Linked DNA regions of Sus scrofa: regions 2 and 3 are each linked to region 1. Evidence: chromatin contacts called from public promoter capture Hi-C data. All regions are on one chromosome and are shown on one strand. The core of a region is the stretch at or near the end of the contact, and the rest is flanking DNA. Distances in the headings are between cores, read along the strand shown.

What was found. Promoter capture Hi-C pulls out the DNA fragments that hold promoters and counts their contacts.
Region 2: a contact with region 1 is called in a promoter capture Hi-C map of liver, with 6 times the contacts expected there. The contact joins the promoter of FAM135A here to the promoter of B3GAT2 in region 1. A contact is called at or near these places in 1 of 5 promoter capture datasets (liver) and 1 of 47 Hi-C or Micro-C datasets (embryonic fibroblasts).
Region 3: a promoter capture Hi-C map of liver shows a contact between it and region 1, with 5 times the contacts expected there. The contact joins the promoter of SMAP1 here to the promoter of B3GAT2 in region 1. A contact is called at or near these places in 1 of 5 promoter capture datasets (liver) and 1 of 47 Hi-C or Micro-C datasets (embryonic fibroblasts).

Annotation. Positions count from the first base shown.
Region 1 is chr1:51,040,310-51,042,905 of Sscrofa11.1, forward strand. It overlaps B3GAT2 (galactosylgalactosylxylosylprotein 3-beta-glucuronosyltransferase 2), which reads right to left and starts at 1,277. Exons shown (of 4, transcript XM_003121263.4): 1 at 97-1,277. The coding sequence starts at 687.
Region 2 is chr1:50,578,396-50,580,991 of Sscrofa11.1, forward strand. It overlaps FAM135A (protein FAM135A), which reads left to right and starts at 1,314. Exons shown (of 23, transcript XM_005659250.3): 1 at 1,314-1,599.
Region 3 is chr1:50,720,260-50,722,855 of Sscrofa11.1, forward strand. It overlaps SMAP1 (stromal membrane-associated protein 1), which reads left to right and starts at 1,314. Exons shown (of 12, transcript XM_021089443.1): 1 at 1,314-1,545. The coding sequence starts at 1,329.

The DNA.
Region 1 (2,596 bases), core at 27-2,526:
GCCCCGGGAGTGAACGCGGTCAAGTGCAGCCAGAGCAGGACCAGGTCCCTCCCTCCCGCCTGCCCCGGGGCGGGGGAGGGACGCGCCGGCCATTACCTCCTGGAAAAGCTCCAAACTGTAGGTGTTGTCGTCGTCGGCGAAGAAGAGCACGCCAGGCTGTGCGCGCTGGTTCCCGTGCCTCTGTCGCAGCCAGGCCAGGCCGGCGTTGCGTTGTTCGGTGGCGCGCGGCAGCCCGGGCCGCTTGTACCGCCGCGGCGTGGGCACGTGCAGGTGCGTGCTAGGCAGCCCTGCGCGCGCCAAGAAGCGGCTCACCAGCTCGCTGCGCGCCGCCGCGTCTTCTACCAGGATCCAATGCAGCTGCGCCACCTGGCGGAACGTGTTGGCCAGGCGGGTCAGCTCGGCCTTCTGCACCGGGCGGCTATAGGTGGGCGTGATGGCATAGATGGTGGGCAGCTGCGGCTCAGGCGGCGGCTGCGGCCGCGACTCGTTGCGCTTCCCCCATCTGCGCCCGGGGCCGCCCCGGCGGAGCGGGATTCGGGAAACCCCGCGGCCCCCGATGTAGGGAGAGAAGTAGGGGCCCGGGGTGAGCGGGGGCGCGGGCCTGCGTGTGTCCACGTCGAGCATGATGATGACAATCAGGATCCAGGGCAGGAGGATGAAGAAGCGGCTGAACAGCACAGACTTCATGGTGCGCTCTCTCCCAGCCTCTCGGACGCCCCTGACTGGGGCGAGCCGGGGGACCCCAGCGCTCAGTTTGGACCGTGGCGGCGCCCGCGCTCAGGAAGCCATGGGGTCGCTGGGCGCTGCGAGGGCGTGGAGCCGGGAGCGGCGGGTTGGCGCAGGTGCCAAGGAGCTAGGGCTACAGCGAGTGCAGGCGGGTGGGTAGTTGATGTCTCTACTCCGGGTGGTCGGCGGGAAGCGGGACTTGGTCCAGACTCCCGCTGCTGGCCCCGGAGTTGGGCCGCGTCGGGAAGGCGAGGATCCCGCCGCACTCTTTCCGAAGAGCGGGAGCTGGGCGCCGTCCCGCGGCGCTGCGGGCGAAGGGACGCCAGCCGTGAGCCCCTAACCCGCTCTCGGGGGGCACCTTCGAGGGCGGGAGGCCAGAGCCGGGGGCTCTCCTCCGTCACAGCCCAGCCGGGGCAGCAAGGACCGGAGGCGACGCCGGGGATGTAGTGCGCCCAGCTGTGTCCGCGCGCCGCAGCGGAAGCCTGCACTCCGGTCCCTCGCGCTACTCTGCTCTTCTCAAACCTCTCCCGGCACCGGCAGCAAGATCCCAAAGCCGGGAAAGAAAGAAAAAGCGAAGGGGCGGGGGCGCTGCAGACTCCGGCGTCCTCCCTCCCAGTCCTCCTGTGGGAAGACAGCAGCGCTGCTACTGGCGGAGAGGGGCTGCGAGGGGGAGGCGGGGAGGGGGCCCGGCCCTGATGCTGACGGCCCAGCGAGCCAGCTCTGGAGGCGGCTGCGGCACCGCCTAGGGGGAGCGGGAGGAGGAATCCTGCTGGGAGGTGGGGGGAATCCTCGCACGCCCATTTCCGCGCGCTCTTAGCTCTCTGAAATGCTGCAAGGTCTTTGGTGATCAGCCAGGAAAACCCATGCACGTGAGGAAAACTCTGGAGACCTAGGGTGGGGAGTGGGAGGAAGAGAGAGGCGAGAGGGGGCAAAGGATACCTTCTTTGGCTGCTGACCGCAGGGGTTCGTGTGCTAGGGGTGGACAGAATAGCGCTGACAAAAAGGCAGAAATCAGTAGAAATTTTGGGAGACCAAGGGGTGCCTACACGGGTGTTTGGCATGTGAGATGGCCCAGAAGAAAGAATCGATCCGAACATTTGCTGCCCGACTGCAGTTAGATCATTGCGGGAAAATTCCTAAAACTCCAGCTGAGTATGTTTAGCATTTTTCTTCAGGAATTTAGTCACAGTTCCTTACACTTCACTGCCATCAAAAGTATTCCGTCTGAGGAATATGAACGCCAAACTGAGATAAAAGGATGAAAGCATGGGACATTTGTGAACGATCCTTTCAAGGAGGCCTGGGAAGAATCACCTTCATTTTCTGGATGAGGAAGCTGGGGCTCAAAGTTTAAAATGATTTCTCCAAGGTCAGTGGCAATGGCCAAGTGGAAATGGAACGTGGGTCTCCCTCGCCCCAGGTCTAGCCAGTGGCTGCCTCACCGCGCGGCCTGCATAGCCCCACCGGAAGGCTGGCCCTCCAGGATGTAAACATGGTGCATTGGAAACCCAATAGACCGTAGATGACATGTGGAACCATGACAGCGTCTAGCAGACACGGGTAAACATAGGCGCTTAGTATGGGGTTCTTTTTTTCCTATCCGAGCGGCCCTGCTAGCTGAGTCCCTGGCTGTCTGATGTACTGGAATGAAAGAAGAGCGACCAGGTTCCCTAGACACGTCGTCCTGGGGAGGTGCTTGAAAAAACAGCAGGGAAGCTTCCCCAGCCCCCAAGCCTATAATGAATAATTCCTGAGCCCATCTTCCCTCGCTGTGTCTTGTTCTCCCCTTCACAAATCTCTCGGATCGCGCACTCTTGAGTGCCGGTGCGTGGAGCGCTCTGGCGCGGATGCCCCTGCATCCAGCAGCTCC
Region 2 (2,596 bases), core at 64-2,563, 460 kb before region 1:
TCACATCATAAGGTAGTTATGCAAACACTCCACCCAAGTTGTTTTTATTCATGTTGGTATCCATCAAGATAAGTACAATGTCTGGCATGTAGATGATTCTTTTGAACCAGGTAATTTGAAATCATGTGATTTGAACAAAAAGAATGCATTAATAGGAAAGGAATATTGGCACAGGTGAATTTTAGGGAAGGCATAAATACGGAAACGTAAATAATTGAATATTTAGTATACTTTCCTAAAAAAGGTAGACCTAAACAAATAGAAAAAGGCTTTCAATTTTGAGGCTACAATCCAAACCACAATTCAAACCCTTATGTGAAAAGATTGTAAAATGCTATTTGGCTATTAAAAAAACAGAATGAGTTTAGGAACTGGGAAAACAAGCCAGTCATGCAAATGCTAATATGCTGATTATCAGAGGATAAGGGGGGCACTTACAACCATGTTAAAAATCAGAGGTTAAATTATAGTCACAATCCGTCCCACAAAATGGTCTAGGATACAAGGCATCAGTATCATTTCCAAATCAATGCACAGCTTTTTTTCTTCCACAATAGTTTATTGCGGTAAACTATACATGACATAAAATTTACGTTTTTTAACCACTTTTAAAAGTGCACTTCAGTGCCATTAAGTACATTCATATTGTTGTACAACCCTCAACAGTATTCACCCTCCTCAGTTGTAAAACACACGCCACAGCCGCAACTTCCTTCTTCTTTTCATTAACTTTGCTTTTGTAACATACTGAGCTTTGGGCACCACAAAGGGTTCAGAAATTGGGATGAGTGAAGTAGATCACTAAAGGATTATCCTTCATGGGCCCCGTTAACGGAATTCTAGAGCTAGAGTCACTTCGCCCTCCAGCCCTTTAGGGCAGCTATAGCCAAAGAGTAACCATAGCAACACCCACACCTCTCCAAGGACGCAGCAACCGAGTCCCAAACGATAGCTGCTCTTTCCCTTCCTCCTGCAAACTGAGCAGCGCAGGAGCCAGGCTCTTTATCCCGGATCGCAGGCTGGAGGTGAGAAACACAGCTGAACTCTCAGCATTTCTTCCCCGGTTCCTGAGCCTGGAGCGGAACCCGGTCAGGCTCCACACACTCGGAGCCCAGCCCTTCTGGGCGCTTCGCGCTGTTTATTGACGCAAACTTCCCGTTCTCGCGGGAACTTGGGAGCCGGGGGCCGAACAGGGCAGATAGAGCTCTGGAAATCTCAGCTGGAGCTCGGGGAGAGCGGGGGGCGGGGCGCAGGCCCGGAGGGGCGGGGCCTAGCTTGGAGAGGGGAGGGCACGGGCGAGAGGGAGGCGAGGGGAGGCTGGGGGGGGCGGGGCCGCGCGCGGGGACCTGTGGCTCGCAGGTAGCGCCGCTGGCCCGGCTGCCGAACTGGGTGACTGCGCATGCTCGCTGGCCGCCTTGGCCCGATTGTCGGCTGGCGGTGACGAGCCGGCTCCTCCGCGGTGGCGGTTGCGGTGGCTGCGATGGCGATGTGAGGGGCCCGCGGCGGGATGGTGCTGACCCGGGCGGGGCCGCCTTCTTCCAGCGAGACCACGGGCTCCTCTGTCCGCCGGGCGGTAGAGGAGGCCGAACCAGGCGAGAGGTGAGTCCCTGACGCCCTCGCGTCCCCGGCTCCCGATCCCACGACCCCCAGTCTTCTTCCCGCGGGCCCAGTAGGAAGCGGCCTCCTGCGCCCGGTCTTCGCCGGCCGTTCTGGCCCTCACGCGGCCGCTCCGGGTGGGAGCCGGCGCCGAGCGCCGGGCCGCTGAAGGTCGGTGGGGACGGCGGTGTGGAGCGCTCTCCCTGTGCGGAGCAGCTGCTTTCCCCCTGCCCCCCAGCACCCCCGCGGCCCGAGCCCTTGCCCTCTGCCCCCGCGCCCCTGTTGCCGACCCCCTGCGCCCCTGCTCCCGGCCCTCACTCCTGCTCCCTAAGCTTCGCTTGCTGCGCGCGCTTTGCCCTATCCTCACGCTTGGCCCGCGTCCGTGGTTCCGCTCCTTCATCCCCAGTGGTCCCTCCGTGGGAGGCAGGGTGTTTTTTGCTCCCCTGGATTTCTTCTCTCTCACGGCGCATCTCTAGGTGGGCTCCTTTTCCACGCTCCTCCCCTCACCGACCGGGCTTCTTACTCTGCCACCTCTGTAATTTCTTCCTGGGCTCTTCTCATTTTTTCCTTTCCGGACTTCATCTTCGTTCTTGGATGTTAGTTACTGACTGTGCGCTTTGCTTTAGCATCGCTCTGCGCTAGAGTTCATTCTGTGTCCCCCTCACTCCTTGAATCCTTACCTCTCTTGGTACCCTCCGTCATCGCTTTACTTCTGGTGGCCTTCCGTCTTTTTCCATCCTGATCCATTTCTACTCTCTAATCTTGACCTTTTTTCTCTCTAAAACTGTTGTTGTTTTCCTTTTGCATGGGTCGAGCCTCTTAACTCCAGTACGTTTTACTTTTTGGTAAATCTCTGAAAAGTACTAGTGTCTTTTACTTTCTACCTAAACTAGGTATCTACTCAGTATACCTAGTTCAGTTTCCAGTTTAATAGTCTCTTCATTTTCTTTTTTCACTGACTAGACGTATCATCAAAAGAGTGACAGTAGCAATAACCTGT
Region 3 (2,596 bases), core at 64-2,563, 320 kb before region 1:
CCTGACTGACTGTTTGACTAAACCAGTGCCCATGAAAGGATGCAGATCTGTATCTCAAGCTCTATCTCTTCCTAGGCAAAGAGTATAAGATGAAGTTCTGCCTCCGGGAGGATCCTTTTTCTCTCTGCTGTTCCTTGAGGGCCTCTGTTAAATGGTGCTGAAAATGCCAAATCAGTCATTTGCCAGCTGGTCAGTATATTGTACAAAGTCCTCCGTTATCTAGGTTTGAATTTTTCCCTCAGCCAACTTGTCACAGGATCTCAAGACAGTCTGTATGAACTAAGGGTGAAGTGTGTGTGTGTTTGAGATCTACCAAACTAATGCTAATGAAGATTGCTTGGGTTTTGGCCCTGGCCCTGTTCTGTATATATCACTTCCTCCTACTGAAAGGACTCCTTATCTAGGAGGACCAAATGACTCCTGGTTCTTGATGAGAAACTCAGATTGCCTGTCTACCTGATGTTGCTTGGCCAGACATCAGCAGTTCTTAGCTAGCCAAGAACTTTCCTTAAAAATAAAAATAAAAAATTCTAGGCACTCCACTGTGGGTTTTTTTTTTGTTTGTTTGTTTGTTTTTTGTTTTGTCTTTTCTAGGGCCGCTCTCGCGCGGCCATATGGAGATTCCCAGGCTAGGGGTCTAATCGGAGCCATAGACACCTACGCCAGAGCCACAGCAATGCGGGATCCAATCCGCGTCTGCAACCTACACCACAGCTCATGGCAACTCCGGATCATCGACTCACTGAGCAAGGCCAGGGATCGAACCCTCAACCTCATGGTTCCTAGTCGGATTCGTTAACCACTTCAACATGACGGGAACTCCCACTGTGGTTCTGTATAGACTTCCATAGGTTCCTTGAAGCCTCCTGATCTGCCACATGTGCTGGGAACAGCACTGGAGCCGCTGGACCATGAGGGTGGATGCGTGGCGCTACTTCCAGGCAGCTGGACCAGATGGAGAGACTTCTCTTGCTCTACGCTTCACTCAAAACCTCATCTTCCAGGTCACCCAGTCAGTGGGTCAGAACTGACGAACTCAAGAGTTCACTGAACAAGCAGAGATTTTAAAATGTAAAAAGGGAGGACTGCCAGAAAGAAGCCTATTACAGGAACAGAGGAGTAGAAGGTGCCCAACTTGGGGGAAGTGAACAACGATCTTCGCCTCAGATTAAGAGCAACAAATGGAGTCATCCCCTCATCCAGCTTCAGCCATGATTTGGGGTCTTAAACAACACGGGGTTCAGGGCAGTTTGGGTTGTTCTTCGTGAGAAGGTTGAGCCGCTCCACACCCGCCGTTTTTCAGCAGATAGCCCAGTCCAGGGCCTTCGATGGATTCCTGGAGCGGGCCACGGAGGTCCCGCCCCACGGCGTACACAGGCCCCGCCCCACGGGCGGTCCATCCCTCACGCGGTGCTTGCCGGGAGCACACCTCGGCCTTCATCTCCTGTTTGTGCAGTCTCGGAGGCTGTGGGAGGGACGTTATGCCAGTGTCGTGCTTTACTTTGTTGCTGGGTCGTGTCCCAGTCACAGCGTGGAGAGCGGCAAGTAAGGCGCCCAGTTCCGGGGCCAAGGTCGCGGGCGGGGTCGCAAAGGCTAGGGCGTCCGGCTGGGTAGCTGCGCTTGTCCCGGGCTCGGGGGCCCAGGAGCTGCGATCTTGTCTGTCCGGCTAGGGGCCTCTCGCCTCTGCTCTGGGCAGGCTCTTCCCCGCCGGAGCTCGGGTTGGATGTGGAGCTGGAGGGTCCCCAGAGCCCGCCCCGCCGGACAGCTGCTTCCCGCTGACCATGGCTCTGGGTTCGAAAGGGAAGCAAACGTTTCTGGTTATCTGGGGGCGCGCTATGTCTGAAGCTTGTGAAAAGCATGGAAAAGGAGGCTCTTTGGCAATGAGAGTCGTCCTTTACTTACTTAATTTACGTCGAAAAGGACATAATGGCAGTTTACAGTATCTTTTTTAAAGTGGAGAAGTGCGGGATTATGGAGAAGGTAAATAAGTATAATAAAAATTAGATGGTGGGAATTAATTACAGAAAATATGCATGCTTTCAGTAAAACGTTTTTTTTTTTTAAAGGGCGCTTTTTTTTTTTTTTGGCTGCGACCACGGAATGTAACTCAGCATTTTTAAAAACTCATTTTTTTCTGAAAAGTTTCTCACACTATTAAAGACTTAACTCACAAAGTATGCTAAGCATAGTAAGTTGAAAACAGTTCTGGCCTTCATCCTAATGTGCCCCTGATTCCTATGCAGTTTTCCTTTCTGAAATCACTTCTCCCCAAACTACTTCTTTGTTGTAAAAAATTGTAAATGGTCCAGAAATGGATAATATAGAAAGTACAAGTCTTATCCAAACCGCAAGGTAGTAACTGTGTGAAGATTTGTGTTTTCATTCAAAATCCCTTTTTCAGTAGTGTTAAAACCTTAATAATGAAGTATTTGATACCAAAATTTATGTAACACGTGTAAGAAGCAAAGCCGACACTTATGAACCCATTCTCCAACTTAAGAAATAGAATATTTCCATTGCCAACCAGCTATCTGTGTGCTTCCTGAGGCAATTGTGTAACTGTGTTTTTGATCTTAATGGAAATGGCTTCATATCA